Regions from separate parts of the Capra hircus genome. Here region 2 is linked to region 1. Evidence: chromatin contacts called from public Hi-C data. All regions are on one chromosome and are shown on one strand. Each heading gives the region's core, a stretch centred on a gene start, on an enhancer-like site or on the middle of the called end of the contact. The rest is flanking DNA. Distances are from core to core; before and after follow the strand shown.

The links. A called contact is a pair of places that touch in the nucleus more often than the background predicts.
Region 2: a Hi-C map of blood shows a contact between it and region 1, with 2.6 times the contacts expected there. The contact joins the promoter of HMX3 here to the enhancer-like site in region 1. A contact is called at or near these places in 2 of 5 Hi-C or Micro-C datasets (both in blood).

Annotation. Positions count from the first base shown.
Region 1 is chr26:8,883,391-8,889,690 of ARS1.2, reverse strand. No RefSeq gene overlaps it. Among named protein-coding and RNA genes, the nearest start is that of TRNAG-GCC, 120 kb to the left of the region's middle. Within about 2 kb of position 3,295, at least 1 of the 5 cell types and tissues checked has an H3K27ac peak or open chromatin away from gene starts, as enhancers often do.
Region 2 is chr26:9,097,234-9,103,533 of ARS1.2, reverse strand. It overlaps HMX3 (homeobox protein HMX3), which reads left to right and starts at 2,506. Exons shown (of 2, transcript XM_018041734.1): 1 at 2,506-2,905; 2 at 3,565-4,526. The coding sequence starts at 2,506. The coding sequence ends at 4,247.

The DNA of each region.
Region 1 (6,300 bases), core at 2,046-4,545:
CTGGTAGAGGGAGCAGTGAATTCCTTGGTGAATCTAATGTGCACAGATTTGAAACCAGACGAGGCAGACGCTCCTGGCTCAAGGCCCTGCTGCTCTGATGCCTCACCCCAGAAACCTGTCGTCAAGGCTCCAACGGTTCAGTTCCGCTGTGGACTAGCTTGTTCCTCTGCTCCCAGTTAGAAAGCTCAGGAACCTGGAAGGCTGGTTGATTGGAGGTGGGAAGGATGGAGGGTGGGCGTAGGGACTGACTCAGCAGTTCCCTGAGGCTCTTGTGCAGGCCTACAGCTGACTTCTCTTGGGCTGATGTCATCCATTTGTAGCTCTAGAAGTTTCAGAAGCATCTGCTGCTGGTCTTTCCCCTCTGTTTAAGAGGTCTTTTCTCAATGCCTTTCCTGGATGTGAAGGTTTCCCTCTGGGATGCTCTGGAAGCAGGCACTGAGTCGCTGTTCCTTCCCTTCCCTCCTCTGCTCACCTTTCAAAGGTCACCAAGCAGTCAGCCGGGAGCTCCACAAGGCTCTGGAAAAGATGGGCTCCAGGCACGCAGGTCTTCTGAACTCTCGGCTGGCGTGGGCAGTTCACCCCTTTGGCCTCACTGAATGAATTGATGGCCTCACTTTCGGAAGAGAAACAGCAAATGGAGGGGGGGTGGTTTTGGAGGGGGCTGTTGAGAGAGAGCCATTCAGGCACAGAGAACAGAGTACAGGGAAGGCCCAGAGACGGGGCATATCCTGGCATAGCTGATGAATTAAGTGAAGACAGCCATTGCTTCCTCCCTTCAAGCCTGGTCCTTGTTGGAGACTCCTGCTCCTTTCTCTGAGGTTTACAGATGGACTTGCCTTTCCCCACACTTCCTGAACTTGGCTATTTGAATCTTCCAGAATGTTCTTGACACCTTTGGGACTCCATGACTTCTTTAGACCCTTTGTGGCTGTGAAGCTCTGTGCAGGGAAGAACTGGTAGCCAGAATCCTTTCCCTGGATATCTTTCTGTCTCTGCACCACAGCCCAGAGCTTCTGGAAATCTCTCCAGTGACATCTCCGCTCCATTTCTTGAGGAAATGTTCAATTAAAGGGTTATTGTACTGGAGGTGTGAAAACTGAAAGCTGCCAACGGCTGACACAACGATACCCCTTTTACTGACCGAGTGATAGAGCATGGAATTGACATTCCAGAGCTTCTAACATAGCATGCCTTTTTAAATATGTAAAATATAAATCCCAACTGTATGCTAATTATTTAATAATATACTTAGTTAGGTCTGAGTTGTGAAAATCCTGACCTGGGTAATTACAGTGCATAATGCTGTAATTAATGGCTTTAGAAAATCTGTTTTGAAAAATTAGATTCTTTCTGTGACTGTCATGAGCAATGACACCATGCTGGTGGAGGGACCTTCGTGGCTATTTCTAACTGATTGTCCTTAACCACCTGGAGGGGAGGAGTAGCTGCCCCACAGACCACCTGACTGTCAGGACAGAGAGCATCTCTAAGTCACAGTGTCATCTTTCTAGCAAAAGGGGAGTGATGATAAATGTCATTCTGCCTGGGTCTCACCTGAAAAGCCAGGCAGTGGACACCTTCATCCTACAACAGGAATCAGCCCCAGGGCGTGTGTAGGTGACTCATGCCTGTAGGTGCTGAAGGGCAAACATGTTCCAACATGTCTCTGCTTTTGAAGAGTGCCCAGCAATTTGTTCCCTGGTTTCCTTGGTGGCTCAGGTGGTGAAGAGTCTGCCTGCAATGCAGGAGACCATGGTTCAGTTCCTGGGTCAGGAAGATCCCCTGGAGAAGGAGATGGCAACCCACTCGAGTATTCTTGCCTGGAAAATCCCATTAATGGAGGAGCCTGGTGGGCTACAGTCCGTGGGATGCAAGAGCTGGACATGTCTGAGCAGCTAACACACACAGTCATTCATTCAGGGCTTCCCTGGTGGCTCAGTGGTAGAGAATCCATCTGCAATGCAGGAGACATGGGTTCGATCCCTGGTCCAGGGGATCCCTGGAGAAAGAAATGGCAACCCACACCAGTATTCTTGCCTGGAAAATCCCATGGACAGAGGAGTATGGAGGGCTACAGTCCATGAGCTTGCAAGAGTCAGACACGACTAAACCACAACCACAACCAACCACAACCAGCCATTCATTCATTTTGAAAAGGTAGTTTTTGGGCTCCTGCTGACTCCCAGGCTCTATGAGAGAGTTCCTGCCCTGGGGTTGCTTCTTGGTGGTAGGAGAGGCTGGCCGAGGAACACACACTGAGCTCTAAGTGTGGGTACAGGGTGTGCATGGCCTCGTCTCCATCCTGAGCACCGCCCAGACCTGAGAGAGTGGCCCCTGGCCCCTCAGATATCCAGAGCCAGGGAGGTTGAGCCAAGTTGGGAGAGAAAGAGGAGGATGGGGGTAATTTCAGTATTTCTAAATCCCTAATGGTCAGCCCACATTTCCTGCTGGTAAGGGGGTACACACTGGTGGACATGTTATTAAAAAAAAGTTGAAGGCTGAAAGTATGTTAATTCAGTTTAGTCAGATGGGTGACCCCCATCTGGATCCTAGTTTCAGAAGGCGTGTTGTACACATAGCTTTTCAAAGGATCATATCAGATGGCTAATTTTTCAAGGCAAAGCTGCCATGACTGTGGATGGGGCACATCCACGTGTCTCTACTGGAGCTCTCCCTTCTCTGAATTGGACAAGAATCGGAAGAAACCAGACCTGCTTCAGAGGAGGCACAGAGACTGCTGGAGAGAGAGCTCAGCCCATCAGGGGCTGGGAGAAGGGGTCAGCTCAGGGCCGCAGGCGCTTCCATCGCGGCCTCTTGTGTGTGTGTTACCACCAGATCCATGCTGTCTGGCGCCCTCAGCTACACGCCTGTGGTTACAGCACCTCAGTGACGCTCAGGACTCCCCAGGCTTGGGCTTCCCAGGGGGCGCAGTGGTAAAGAACCTGCCTGCCAACGCAGGGGACACAAGAGATGCGGGTTCGATCCCTGGGTCAAGAAGGTCCCCTGGAGAAGGCAATGGCAACCCATCGAGAATTCCATGGACAGAGGAACCTGGGGGCTACAGTCCACGGGGCACAAAGAGTCGGACGCGACTGAGCGACTGAGCGCACACACGTACGCAGAAGCCTCACCCACGATGCTCCGCTCTCCGCTCATCCCAGCCCCTGCTCCTGGATGATCCCCAGAAGCCTTCAATTCTCAGTCCAAAGGTCACCCCTCCCCTGGTCTACCTGTGCCCCGAGCCCTGCCCCAGGCATCCTGGATGTTCTGAGAAGCTGTTGCAGACAGCTGCTCTTAAGACGCGCCTTCCTGCGGTGTGCACACGCTGTCTGGGCAGCGCGGGTGTCAGACGTGTGCTGATGTCTTCCAGCAATGCCTGGGTCACAGCTGTAAGGCCGCTGTGAGCCGTGTTTCCAAGCCATTTGGGAGCTAGTGAACCACCAGGCTGACGTGTGGCATGGAGTCCCTTTTCTTTCTAAAAATAATGAGGAATCAAGCATGAGCAGTTAAATCCCCCTCATACACGTGGTCCCACTGTTTCTGCCTGGGCATCCTCATCTTTTTTTAAAAAATATAAACTTGATATATTTTCAGACCATGATGCCTAAACAACCTGTGACTATTAGGAAACCCTTGGTCACAGCTGACTGGCACTCAGGAGGCAATGCTTTTGTGTGATGAACTTAATTTTTCACTTTTAAGTTAGCTGTTTTGGCATGGTATGGACAAAACTCCAGGAAAGGCAAGAACTGAGTCTTGAACGACCTTCTGCCCTGACGCAAGCAGCTTTGGTGATTTCAGGGTTCTGGGCTGTGTCAGTGAATGGCTGGTTTGATCGTAAGTCCTCCTTGTCCAGACAGAAATACTCACGGGGGAAGACTCAGGAAAAGGACCCATTTGTTCAGACTAGCAGCCGGTGATCCAGTTCAGTTCAGTTCAGTCGCTCAATCGTGTCTGACTCTTTGCGACCCCATGGACTGCAAGCAGGTGCCCGAGTTAATATGGACCACCATCTAAATTCTCCTTTTACAGGAGGACATGCTATAGATGGAAGCAGACCAACAGATACCTTTGACGTAAGGACAGAATCCCTCCCATAGGCTACTATGAGCAAACTCAAGATTCTCGCTAAGATAAACGGAAGTGATGAGTCACCACGAGGCTTCGTTGTACATGTTTCCTGAGAGGGGTGGCGGTCTGCTGTGATTATTGGTTGTGCATCCAGCATCCTTTCCTTTCCTTTTGTGGAAATAGTCTCTCCTCTAGGGACCCCCTTCTCCACACTCCCTGAAGTCCTAGTGGGGCTGGGACCCCTTGAGTGCTGCCCCCTCCTGGCCACAGGGGGAAGTACATGACCCAGGAGGTCCAGCTGTGGCACCGTACCCTTCTGACAGGTGATGGATCCCAGCAGGGGACGTGTGAGTAAAGCTGGTTGCCCCAAGGTCCTGCCCCAGCGCTGATACAAAAATGGGAGAAAAGAGAACTCTGTCTGTCTCTCTCTGTCAGGCTAGCTTAGCTGGGGCTGCTGGGGGTCGTGTTCCCCACTTGTGGTGGGGGGACCATGTGTGGCGGGAGTGAGGAGGGGTAGGGAGAGGCTGGCTGGGGGTGTTAGGATGGAGAGAGGTACAAAGGAAGACACACAGAAGCCAAGGAAGCCCCTCCAGCCGTCCTCACCCCTCCAGCCGCACACGTCTGGGGTGCACACAGTCCCCAAGGTACCCGTTCTTTTTTCATTTGAGTGTGCTGCTGCTGCTAAGTCGCTTCAGTCTTGTCCGACTCTGTGCGGCCCCATGGACTGTAGCCCTCCAGGCTTCCTCTGTCCATGGTATTCTCCAGGCAAGGATACTGGAGTGGGCTCCTCCAGGGGATCTTCCCAACCCAGGGATCGAACCCATGTCTCTTACGTCTCCTGCATTGGCAGGTGAGTTCTTTACCACTAGCGCCGCCTGGGAAGCTGTGTTTTTTTCCCCTCGGTGATTTTTAAAAATTAATTTTTATTGGAGTGTAGTTGCTTTACAATGTTGTGTTAGTTTCTGCTGTACAGGGAAATGAATCAGCCAGACATGTGCACATAGCCCCTCCCCTTTTGGACTTCCTCCCCATTTGGTCACCACAGTGCATTAAATAGTTCCCTGTGCTATGCAGTATGCTCTTATTAGTTATTTATTTTATATATAGTATCAATAGTGTATAATTATATATATATCAATTCCAGTCCCATAGTACCAATAGTGTATATATATTCATCCCATCCCCCCTTCCTTCTCCCCCTCAATGTACTGATTCTTTAGCACACACTTAATTTTTATATTACCCCCCAATATTCCCTGTACTCTCATAGACCTTTATTTGCACAGTCATTTGAAGAAGGCTGTGCTCACTTGAGAACAAAGGAGTTACTAATCTGAAGAGGGAAGTCACAAAACAGAAAATGTCTTTGACTTGGAACATGTCACAGACACCTTCGGAAGGGATACAGTGCTCCAAAGATTCCAGAGCATCCGTGTTGGAAAGGACCAGAGCTGTGCCTCCTATACAGCAGCTTCGTGGGATTTAAAAGATAGTTCTTGAAAACAATTTATTGGTCATAGCAATGGGGAAAGGTGGCTGAATGAAGTTGTTTAACCAGCTTCTTCACTGCAGGACTTCTCAGAGCCTTTACAGTGCTAAGAAGTGTGAGTCTGCAAGAGGAATAGAGAATGCAATGTTTCTTAAAACATTCAAACATGAGAGTCTTTTATTCATTTATTTTTGTCCACACGACGTGTGGGATCTTAGTTTCCTGACCAGGGATTGAACCTGTGCTCCCTGCCGTGGAATTGTCAAGTCTTAACTGCTGGACCCCCAGGAAATCCCTAAACATAAGAGCCTTTTAAAATTCATGAGCTCTGCACAATCGTAATGTAGCTCAAGTCAGTACATTAGTGGCTGAGACATGGATTTTGAAGCTACACAGCTAGAACATAGCTATTGTCTGATCTGGAAACTGGGGCCCTGTAAGAGCCTTTCACCTTTTCTCTTGCAAATGCGTTGCAGAAAAGCAAGATCTAGACTTGACAAGGAATGCCTGGCTGCCAAGACCCTGGCTCTGAGCAAAGGTGGTATGTGTCTCTGGCAACGACAGGAGAGCATTGGCTGGAGCCCAGGATAGCCAGGTCTAAAACGGATTTCAGCAGTACCTGCTCATCTCATGCTAACAGCGTTCTAGCAGCATGGTGGGCCCCAGGAGAGCACGGTCTAGTGATGTATGGCCACTGTTACGGCACCCTGTTGGCCAAATGTCTGTGATGGTGATGGACA
Region 2 (6,300 bases), core at 1,257-3,756, 210 kb before region 1:
CCAGCCTGCTAGTCCCCGGTCGCAATTAGCCAAGAGCCCACTTCCCCAGCCAGAACTTTGCGGCGAAGTCTGCGGAACGCTTCTTTCTTCTCGGGCGATGAGCAACTTTCCTGCTCGTTTCAGCTTAAAGAGCTCTCCTTGCGTCAGAACTTTTGCCAAGTTCTGCACGCTTCTGCCTGAGACTGGAGAGCTCCCGCAACGCGCGCGCGCAGAGACACGCAGGGGCCACTCCGTCATTGTCTCTGCCGCGTGGCAGGTCGGTGTGGGCGGTGCCCACTGAACTGGTTTAGACATAGACGCCTCCAGTTATTTCTGTAGTCTGGGAGGAAATGACTTCCGGGTGTCCAGCACTGGTTGGGTGACCTTGGCCAGGTCTCCTCTCCAGGATCATTTTTCTATCTATAAAACCTGAATGTTCGTCTTAGGGCTGTGACTGGTTCCAAAGTCAGATTTTTGGATGGAATAGCGTTTTAGATTCCAGCAAAGCCCTGTGCAAACTCAAGGAAGTGATGATAATGAGGCTAATAACTGTTTATGGAAGCACCATTTACAATGATTCCTGGTTCCCAAAGCAAATCAATACAGGGTTCACTACTGCAGGTGAGTATTTGCTGAAAGAAACATTAAATGCGCCCTTTGAGATTTGGTGGGGAAAGGTGGGAAGCCCCAGATCGGAAGATAAAACATGCCTACTTCTCAAATGGGTGACAAAAGCAGTCGCGCCAGCCAATGCAGGGCGGCCTTGAGTTAGGTGAGGACTAGATCTAACGAAAAAAAAAAAAAAAAAAGGACGGTAGTAGAAGAAGGGGCCACCAAAAGACCTCAGGTGTATGGAAGCTCATAGTGCATGGAAGGGAGTGACCGACACTTTCCCATCTTTCTCTGACCAGGGAACCCGCAAGCAATTCTGGTTTATTTGATGGTTCGAGTCTTAAATGCCTGCCTTTCTTGTGCAATTTGGAGAGTTGATTTTAAAGTCCATGGAGCAGAGTAACCTTCCGTGCAGCTCAGAAGTCCAGCAGGGTTCTCCAGGGACTTGACGGCAGTCGGGACGTGCTGCGGTGCCGTGCCAAGTCCGCCGCAGAGGAAGGCACGCTGTTGTGCCTACAGATCGCACTGCCCCCACTGAAGCGTTAGGCGGCTCCAAACGCTGGCGGGAGAGGCTTCCCTGGAGAAAGTGCATTCTCGGGGCAACGGGCTCAGAGTTGATCGGCAACGTTTGGGCCCCGGCGGCCAGACTAGAGGAATGCCCTGCAGAGCGTCGGTGCCCATCGCCCCACCGAGTGACGCCCAGGCGTCAGCCCGTTTTTCGCGCACACCCGGTGCGTAGAGACGCACAGCCGCTCCTACTCTCGAGGGAAGGCTCTCTCCTCGGTTTACCAAGGCCAAAGGCCAAGGCCACGCGGATTCCTGAGACCGCGGACGCGGTGTAAGGACTTTGAGTCCAGGTCCCTTCCTGTCGACGAGACGGTGGGTGGGGAACCCAAATCCCCTCTTCTTGGCTGCGCCTTTAGCTTGATTTAGGGAAAATGCTGGACCCCCAAAGGGTAGGCAAGTGCTGAGTTCACTGGAGATCGGAGGTCGCGTCCAGCCTCCTGGGCTGGCGCTGCTTGGCTCTCCAGCTGCGTGGGGGCGGCGGACCCCTGCCAAGCCCCTGGGGGGCGGAGAAGAGGCAGCTGCGAGCGCGGATAACCCCGAGGTGACCCGGGCGGGCCCGGCCCTCCCCTTACCCCTCCCGCAGGCCAGGCGGCTGGTAGCGGGTCCCCGAGCTGCAGGGGGGAGAGGGAGGCGCGGGCTCCGGGCGCCGCGGCTGTCAGTGCGCTCCTACCCGGGGCGCCGCCGGCTCCACGTCCCTCGCTCGCCTCCTGCGCTCGCCGGAGCGCTCCGAGTGCCTCTTTAGCAGGAGCCAATATCCTTTTGTGCTAATAGGCTTGTCCTCATTTGCTGCCTAATTGGACTATATAAAGCCAATAACAGGCGGGCTCTTATAGCCCGAAGCCAAAGCGCCAAAATCCGAGGCAAGGCGAAGAGGGGGCGGTGGCGCAGGCGGCTGCGGGGCCCGGCTCGGGCTGCGCCTTCGCCTGCCTAATCCCATTTGCCATTGTACGCGCCCAATCGCCGTATACTCCCCGCATTTAACTTGGATGACATTTTGATTTCATCATTAGCATCCGGCGCCGGATTGACGCAGCCCCAAGCCGGGGACTGCTCTTGCCGCCTCCTCCCCAGGAGCCGCAGCCGCCGCCGCCGCCGCCGAGCCGCCTCGCTCCCTCGGTGCCGCGGCAGGGCCGCTCCCCGCCCCTCGGCACCCCTCCCCCATGCGAGCCCGCCCCGGCCGGGCCCTCACCCCGCCCTCCTGCCGCTGGATTTGCGCCTGGGGCGGCCCCCGACTTTGCGCCCCGTAGTTGAGTTCCGTTTATGGTCTGATTTCCGGCGCCCGTCCGCTCGCCCAGCCGCCCGCCTGTCCCGCTCCCTCCCTCCCGGGGACTCGGAGGAGAGGGGACCATGCCTGAGCCCGGGCCGGACGCCCCCGGCACCGCTAGCGCGCAGCCCCCACCGCCGCCGCCCCCGCCTCCCGCGCCCAAGGAGTCCCCGTTCTCCATCAAGAACCTACTCAACGGAGACCACCATCGGCCGCCCCCTAAGCCGCAGCCGCCCCCACGGACGCTCTTCGCTCCGGCCTCAGCCGCCGCCGCCGCCGCCGCCGCTGCGGCCGCTGCGGCCAAGGGAGCCCTGGAGGGAGCCGCGGGCTTCGCGCTCTCGCAGGTGGGCGACCTGGCTTTCCCCCGCTTTGAGATCCCGGCGCAGAGGTTTGCCCTGCCCGCGCACTACCTGGAGCGCTCCCCGGCCTGGTGGTACCCCTACACCCTGACCCCCGCCGGCAGCCACCTCCCGCGACCTGAAGGTACCGACCTCTCTTTGAACTTTCGTTGTCTTCCCCCACAAGCCTTTCAGCACTGCGCCCCATCGCAGCCCTGGGACCACCCTCCCACCCCCGACCTGCATTGCAACCCACAAACGCGCTTGTTTGGCCAACTTTCTCCGTCCCCTAACTTGGAACTCCTGCCCGCGCGCTCTGTTGCGCTGCCCAGGAATCCAATCCCACTTGGTGAGAAAAGAAGTGGAATTGGAGCGCCGGCATGGCGCTCCCTGGGAACAGGGATCTCGGGCACCAATGGGGAGGAGGCTTCAGGCGGCTGGGACAAGGGGAACCTGGTCTGGATGAAGGGAGTGACCCGGGGGGGGGGAGGTGCCTAAACTGGAGGCGAATCTGTCCGCGGGCCCCTGGTGGGGGAACTGAGGGAAAGAAACCGGCCACGCCGCCGTCTCCGGGTCGCTCCAGCCTGTCCCTGGGAGAAGGTCGGATGTCGGGGCGCGGGGCCCCTCTTCTGGCCCAGCCGGGAAGGAGGCCCTCGGGAATGGTGAGGCCTCGAGGCCTGGAGCCCGGAGGCTGTCGCGGCGTGAGCCTGCGGCCCCCCCCCAGGCGCCAGGCCTCGCTGAAGGCTGTGTCCTTGTGCGTGTGTGTGTGTGTGACTGTGCGTCCGTCTGTCTGTCTCTCTCCAGCCTCGGAGAAGGCCCTGTTGCGAGACTCCTCCCCCGCCTCGGGCACCGATCGCGACTCCCCCGAGCCGTTGCTGAAGGCCGACCCAGACCATAAGGAGCTGGACTCCAAGAGCCCAGACGAGATCATTCTGGAGGAGAGCGATTCGGAGGAAGGCAAGAAGGAGGGCGAGGCGGCGCCGGGCGCGGCCGGGGCGAGTGTGGGGGCTGCGGCGGCGGCGGCGGCGACGCCGGGCACCGAGGACTGGAAGAAGGGCGCCGAGAGCCCAGAGAAGAAGCCCGCGTGCCGCAAGAAGAAGACGCGCACGGTCTTCTCGCGCAGCCAGGTCTTCCAGCTCGAGTCCACCTTCGACATGAAGCGCTACCTGAGCAGCTCAGAGCGCGCCGGCCTGGCCGCGTCCCTGCACCTCACCGAGACGCAGGTCAAGATCTGGTTCCAGAACCGCCGCAACAAGTGGAAGCGGCAGCTGGCGGCCGAGCTGGAGGCGGCCAACCTGAGCCACGCCGCGGCGCAGCGCATCGTGCGCGTGCCCATCCTCTACCACGAGAACTCGGCCGCCGAGGGCGCAGCGGCCGCGGCCGCGGGGGCCCCGGTGCCGGTCAGCCAGCCGCTGCTCACCTTCCCGCACCCCGTGTACTACTCGCACCCGGTAGTCTCGTCCGTGCCGCTGCTCCGGCCCGTCTGAGGCCCGAGAGGGGAGGAGAAGGGAGCGCCCGGCCCTCTTCCCAGACCCCGGAGGAGACTGGGCCGGGCAGAGGGCGCCGAGACGTCCAGCGGCCTTCGGGAACCGGGGCTCCGGCGCGCGGCCCCGGCCTCCCCTCCCCAAGTCGGTAGCGTTTTTTTGTAAGTATTTGCAATGCATTTTCGTGCAATTCACCCCTAATGGATTTGAGGCGCTTCCCCTCTTACTTTTGGTTTCGGTTTATATTAAGAGAAAGCAAGAAAGAGACATTTCCAGGTCAAATATTTCAGCTGGAAGCTTTTGTAAAATGTGCGATCCTCTCACCCCCCCACCCCCACCCCCACCTGCACCCCCACCCCTACCCCCAGATTCTCATTGCGCTGTGACTTTTTGGGTTTATTTTTATACAAGGAAAGTAAACGCAAAGCCTGAACCCTCAGTTTATTCATTTTCTAAAGAACTATTTTCAGAAGTCGAGAGGGAGACAGAGAGAATTCACCTTGTACTTTTATTCTGGATCTCTGGGTGTGGCTGTTCCCCTTCACTCCCAATCAATTATTCCCCAATTTTCAGAATCTGAGCAGCTTCTCATAAGAACCCAGACTCAGGCCACTTTTCTCTCTCCTCTCTCCGGCAGAGGTCTGTTGCAGTTCACCTCTTCATCAGTCCCTTTTTGTGATGGATGAATTCTCTAAGTGTTTAAAGGGAAAGGACAAGATAGCCCACAATCAGACTTCTGATTGTTGAAACACCCTCACATCTGGCCTGGTGTGAATGGTCTTATTTATTAGTAGCCTCTGTTTGGGAAATTTCATTTGTTGGTAAATTATTATTAATATTCCTATTGTTACTTTGTTCCTTGTTTTGAGAGAGTGATTTCAATATTGAAAAAACCCAAACAAACCTATTTTTTTATCCTCTCCCCCTACCTTTTTGTTCTGCAGTAACTGTTGTAGTTTTGACCTGTGCAATATTGTACAGAATTTCCTGAGAGCCCTGCTTCTTCCTCTGCGGAAAGAAGCAGACGTTTTCAATGTCTAGTCCCAGTCAATCGTTTATGAGGAGGAAATTAAGAAGGAGAAAAGGCGGAAGGAAGGAAACAAGGATAGGTAGCTATGTTCGAAGGAGTAAGATAGGCATACTGGAGCGCTTTAAGTGAAGGACAATCAATTTAGGAGAATTTTAACTTATTTGATAAATGTACAGATTCTTGTAAAGTTCACCCTCAACTCCTCAGGGCTCCTGGCTCTGCCACCCAACCTTTTTCTTTTCTGTTGGCTACACCTGTTGTTCCGCGGTAGTTTGTCCCTCCCACCCACCACCCTCCCCTCTGCCCGGATTCAGGCCCTTTTTAAGAAAAAGAGGAGGGGGGGATTACAAAATATTGTTACACTTCATGTTGTCGTGAAATGGAATTAATTAAAAAGAAAAGCGAAGCATTTCCTGTGGCCAGAGTGTGTAACTTTGGACGATTTTCCCCAGAGCAGGTGTCTCCAAACTCTTTTCTGCCTCGCTCTCTGGCTGCCTCTGCAGACTGGCCGAGTCCGACCTCGACGTACACCCCTCTAATCGGGAGGCGGCGGAGACAGAGGCGGCTTTGTTCGTGACCAGAGCTGCGCTCTCTCCCGGGTACCGTCCACCTCTTGAAAAGCCCGTGCAAGCAAGGGAAGAATGCGGGGCGGAAGGGGTGAGGACCTGGTCTTATCTAGTTCGCGAAATCGAGCGCAGCGACAGCCGCGAGCTGAGACCACTGGTTATTTCCGATCTCAGGGCAGCCGGCTCGAATTCCATTCCCAGGCCGCAGGGTCCTTTAGGAGCCGCGAGCTTCTGGGCAGAACATCCCTGGGCACCTTGGGCCCGAGCGGGGTCGGCTCCGGCTGCCTCCGGGATGCGGGCTGGGGAGGGAAGAAGGGAGTGAACTTGGAGTTTAGCCGGGGCTGGGGAGGGGCGCAGAGGCCGATGGCGACGTCCAGCTGGGAGCGGCCAGCCGCGAGAGGGCGACCCTAGGGAGGCGAGCCAGACCTGGAGACCGCGGCTCGCGACTCCGGTATAGGGA